Linked DNA regions of Mus musculus: region 2 is linked to region 1. Evidence: chromatin contacts called from public HiChIP or PLAC-seq data. All regions are on one chromosome and are shown on one strand. Each heading gives the region's core, a stretch centred on a gene start, on an enhancer-like site or on the middle of the called end of the contact. The rest is flanking DNA. Distances are from core to core; before and after follow the strand shown.

Region 1 (2,510 bases), core at 8-2,507:
AGAGTCACTCTAGGTGAATTAGAGAATGAACCTTGAGAGGTGTCAAGGGCCAGGACCCTTCTAGATAGCCCTAGAGGTTTTATGAACATTCTAGATGAATGGTTCTCAACCTTCCTAATGTCTTTAATACAGTTCCTCATGTTGTGGTGACCCCAACCATTACATTATTTTTTGCTACTTCACAACTATAATTTTGCTACTGTTATGAATCATAATGTAAATATCTGACATGCTGGATATCTGATATGTAGCCCTTGTAAAAGGGTCATGACCCGATCATAGGTTGAGAACTGATGCTCTATACTTAGGCTATGAACTTATTAAAAATGTTTTCATCAGAGCCAGTGAGATAGCTTGGCACATGAAAGCACTTGAGCCCAAAATTGATGCCCAAGGCCCATATGATAGCAGGACAGACCCAAGTCACCCACCATGTGCCCTTCAGTGGCACACACACACACAAATAAATAAATTTAATTACAATTTCTTTCCTGCTTGTGTAAACAGTTTTTTTAAAAAGAATTATATATTTATTCTATGTACATGAGTACACTCTAGTTGTCCTCAGACACACCAGAAGAGGGCATCAGATCCCATTACAGATGGTTGTGAGCCACCATGTGGTTGCTAGGAATTGAACTCAGGACCTCTGGAAGAGCAGTCAGTGCTCTTAACCACTGAGCCATCTCTCCAGCAGAGAGAACTCAGAAATCCACCTGCCTCTTCCTCCCAAGCGCTGGGATGAAAGGCATGCACCACCACTGCCCGGCTGACGCACACTTTTAATCCCAGCACTCGGGAGTCATAAATAAGGTGGATCTCTGAGTTTGAGGCTAGCCTGGTTTATATGCAGGCAAAAGATTCATATGTAGATAAAAGAAAATGAATACGCTCCCCCCACCCAATTAAAAGGACATGAACAAGCAAGACGCATCTATACTGTCTAGATCAGAGAGTAAACCCAAGAGTTTGGAGTTACTGAACCTGTGACATCTGGAGGGGCTGGACAGAGCCCTTCGGACACTGGAAACATCTAGTGTTCTTGCCGGCTGTCTCTGTACTTGCCGGGGACAGGGACGCAGACTAGCTAGATGCTGCTGTCTCCGTGTGGGATGCTATGGAGCTGTTTCTGTGACTGTTGCTGGGGAAACACATGTCCAAAGTTCATTCCACAGCAAGGGCAGGAAGGACCTGCAGCTACAGGAGAGGAGTATTAGGACCCTCACAGGAACAGGAAGCCAGTTGAAGGAGCCAACGCCTCCCTTCTTCCTCTGGCCTCACTATTGCCCTCTCGTGGCCTTTACTGGCACAGCCTAACACAGAGGCTGCTGGCACCAGTTACACAATTTTTCTGTGCAGTGCTCCAGTATCTATCTCCAAAAATATTTTGGAGCACAGAGCTAAACAAACAAAAAACATAGTAATTAGCAGAAGAGAGGTATTTGTAATATGTATATGGAGCTGGACAGTTGTTTTTTTTTTCCAGAGGGCAGAGGTTTAATTCCTAACACCTACAAGGTGGCTTACTACAGCTGTCTATAACTCCAGTTCCAGGGGATTGACGCCCTCTTCTGGCCATTCTGGGCACTTGCATGTATATGGTGCACATGCAGGCAAAATTCTCATATAATTAAAATGTAAAAGATTATATTTGCAATTCAAAAGTACATTTAATGGGGCTAGAGAGATGGCTCAGCAGTTAAGAGCACCGACTGCTCTTCCAGAGGTCCTGAGTTCAATTCCCAGCAACCACATGGTGGCTCACAACTACCTGTAATGGAATCTGATGTCCTCTTCTGGTGTGTACTCACATACATAAAATAAATACATAAATCCTGTTTTTAAATTACATTTAGGAGCTGGGTGTGGTGGCACATGCATTTAATCCCAGCACCCGGGAGGCAGAGGCAGGCAGATTTCTGAGTTCGAAGCCAGCCTGGTCTACAAAGTGAGTTCTAGGACAGCCAGGGCTATACAGAGAAACCCTGTCTCGGTAAAACCAAAAAATAAAAAAGAAAGAAAAATAAATAAAGAAAAAATAAAATTACATTTAATTATTTATTGTGTGTCTCCATATGTGTCCCTTCCCATCTGTGCCCATGTGGCAGTTGAAGGACAATTTACAGGGCTTGTTTTTTGTTTTGTTGTTGTTGTTTTTATTTATTATATGTAAGTACACTGTAGCTGTCTGCAGACACTCCAGAAGAGGGCATCAGATCTCCTTATGGATGGCTGTGAGCCACCATATGGTTGCTGGGATTTGAACTCAGGACCTTCGGAAAAGCAGTTGGTGCTCTTACCTGCTGAGCCATCTCTCCAGCCCCCAGGGCTTGGCTTTCTTCTTCTTTCGCCCCATGGATTCCTGGGACTGAACTCAAGGCCTTAGGCTTGGCTGTACATGGCCACTGTCAGTCCTCAAAAGCAAATTTTAGCCCCCAACCCCACCCAGCCTCCAGCTGGCTGAACCCTAAAATTAACAGTAGACCCTCATATAGGGAGCTATTGGCGAA
Region 2 (2,510 bases), core at 7-2,506, 180 kb after region 1:
CTCCCTGGGTAGACCAGGCTAGCCTTGACCTCGCAGAGAACACTGAGACTAATGTCATGCTGGCTTATCAGGCTTCTGTGCTCCAGGGAGAATCCAGGGCTCCAAGCGTGCTAGGCCTTGTCTGGGTCATGTGCCACCCATATGAACCCATATGAAAGTCAAGGCCAACTTGAGGGAATTAAAGTCTCTTCTTTGGCTGGGCGGTGATGGTGCACGCCTTTAGTCCCAGCACTTGGGAGGCAGAGGCAGGTGGATTTCTGAGTTCGAGACCAGCCTGATCTACAGAGTGAGTTCCAGAACAGCCAGGGTTACACAGAGAAACCCTGTCTCGAAAAACCAAAAAAAAAAAAAAAAAAAAAAAAATTTTAATTGAAAAAAGAGTCTCTTCTTTGGATTTTGAAAAACAAAACAAGTCTCTAGGCCTGGCGAATGAGCTATCTTAACCCTGCCCCAGGTTATTTCTCTTTTTTTCCTCTTTCCTTTCCTTTCTTTTCTTTTTTCTCTTTTTGGTTTTTCGAGACAGGTTTTCTCTGTGTAGCCCTTGCTGTCCTGGAACTCACTTTGTAGACCAGTCTGGCCTCGAACTCAGAAATCCTCCTGCCTCTGCCTTCCAAGTGCTGGGATTAAAGGCGTGTGCCACCACTGCCTGGCTTTTGTTTTAATTTTAATTTTATTTTATTTTGGTCTCTTTTTTTCTTCTGTCTCCCCACTTTTGGGGGTTTGGTTTGCTTGTTGTTGTTTTGGAGTTTGTTTGTTTGTTTGTTTGTTTTGTTTCATCTCTGTGTAGCCCTGGCTGTCCTGGAACTCACTCCATAAACCAGGCTAACTTTAAACTTGAAGACCCACCTGCCTCCTAGCATTGCGTTGTTAAAAAAATATAAAAATTTCAAATTTTTCCTCCTGTTTGACCTCACTATGAAATACAGACTACTGACTGCCATGATGCTCAGAGTTCACAGGGAGGATGGGGGCTGGGGTCTGTGCTAACTCTCAGGGAGATAAGTGTCTTGTCTTAAATGTGCCCTGGTAAAGTGTGGTGGAGTCAAGTGTTAAAACTCCAGTCTTTTGACTCCAAACACTTTATTTCTTCTATCAGAGTTGCTGTTTCAGTTTCCAAATTAGAATAACTACCTCCTCCCCTGCCCCCTCCCATAAGTATTCACTTCAAATCCAAGCAACCCCTAGATGCCCTGTGAAACCACATCTGTCATATAAAAGGGAGAGAAAGCCACAGTACTGTTGGAAAGGCTGCTTGTGAAGTTAAACTTAAAACCGAAAGGCAGGCAGCTGGCACAGGTTCCTAGGCAGAGGTCCTGAAAGTTGGAAGCCTCAGTCACTGCCGAAACAGGATCCCCTTCTAGCCCTGGGCTCCCATACAAAGAATTCTGAGACTCTGAGAAAAAAAAAAACAACAAAAAACAGTGCAGGGCTCGATAAGCAGGGACATTTATCAATCCCCGGATTCAAACAAGAGAGAGATGGAACTGCTTCCATTTCTCAAATTTGATTCTTTCTAAAAGTTAACTCTCTGCTCTTCTTTCCTGCTTCAGTTTCTAAGATAGGGTCTTCCGGTGGAGCCCAGGCTAGCCTTGAACTTTTCGCTTTCCTTTTAGTTTTTAAGCAATTTTTAAAAAACCCATTATTTTATTTGAATGGTGTTTTGCTGCATGTGTGTCTCTGTGGTGTGTGCGTGCAGTGCCCACACTGATGCCCTGGAACTGCAGCTACAGATGGTTGTAAGCTGCCTTGTGGGTGCTGGGAATTGAACTCCGGTCTTCTAGAAGAGCAGCCAGTGCTCTTAACCACTGAGCCATCTGTCCAGACCTGGCCTTGAACTAAAGCTCTGGGTGCCCTGGAACTTGCTTTGTAGACCAGGCTGGTCTCAAATTCACAATGATCCTTTGGCTTCTGCCTCCCAAGTGATGGCATTAAAGACATGCACCACCATGCCTGGCCTTAAAGGTAAGTTTCAACCTTGACAAATGAACACCACACACACAAACACACACACACACACACACACACACACACACACACATCCCACAAACACATACACACACACACACCAGAACAAATATGTTTTGGCACTGTACATAGACATTAAGCTTGATGATGTATTATGCATAAAAAATTGCGCAAAGAGAAATGTTTCCATCAGTGAAATAAACTTAGATTGCACAAAACAGAAAAAAAAAATGTTTAAAAGGTTATCGGGGGCTAAAGAGATGGCTCAGTGGTTAAGAGCACCGACTGTTCTTCTGAAGGTCCTGAGTTCAAATCCCAGCAACCACATGGTGGCTCACAACCACCCATAATGAGATCTGATGTCCTTTTCTGGTGCATCTGAAGACAGCTACAGTGTACTTACATATAATAATAAATAAATCTTTTTTTAAATTACCAGGTTATTTATTTCTTGCATGTGCATATGATAACATGATACACTTACATGGGACGGTCAGAGGACAACTTGCAGACTTTGTTTTTTTTTCCTTTACTGTGTGGGTCCT

The links. HiChIP or PLAC-seq counts read pairs in DNA pulled down with a chosen protein or histone mark.
Region 2: a CTCF HiChIP or PLAC-seq map of CD8 T cells shows a contact between it and region 1, with 9 read pairs. The contact joins two enhancer-like sites. A contact is called at or near these places in 13 of 39 promoter capture datasets (the C10 cell line, the HPC-7 cell line, cranial neural crest and 9 more), 8 of 15 datasets of contacts at CTCF or cohesin (CD8 T cells, the NIH/3T3 cell line, embryonic stem cells and 3 more), 219 of 484 Hi-C or Micro-C datasets (the 4T1 cell line, 8-cell embryo, the AML12 cell line and 109 more), 52 of 115 datasets of contacts at active chromatin or transcription factors (the 230-238 cell line, CD8 T cells, the HPC-7 cell line and 30 more) and 6 of 9 other capture datasets (adipose tissue, embryonic stem cells, embryonic tail and 3 more).

The regions. Positions count from the first base shown.
Region 1 is chr4:133,648,939-133,651,448 of GRCm38.p6, forward strand. It overlaps the pseudogene Gm13213. Among named protein-coding and RNA genes, the nearest start is that of Zdhhc18, 17 kb to the left of the region's middle. Within about 2 kb of position 1,258, at least 75 of the 459 cell types and tissues checked have an H3K27ac peak or open chromatin away from gene starts, as enhancers often do. A contact at or near this core is called in CD8 T cells, DN2 thymocytes, the P5424 cell line and 5 more, where this site is marked.
Region 2 is chr4:133,824,690-133,827,199 of GRCm38.p6, forward strand. No RefSeq gene overlaps it. Among named protein-coding and RNA genes, the nearest start is that of Gm12974, 9.5 kb to the left of the region's middle. Within about 2 kb of position 1,257, at least 23 of the 459 cell types and tissues checked have an H3K27ac peak or open chromatin away from gene starts, as enhancers often do. A contact at or near this core is called in CD8 T cells, DN2 thymocytes, the P5424 cell line and 5 more, where this site is marked.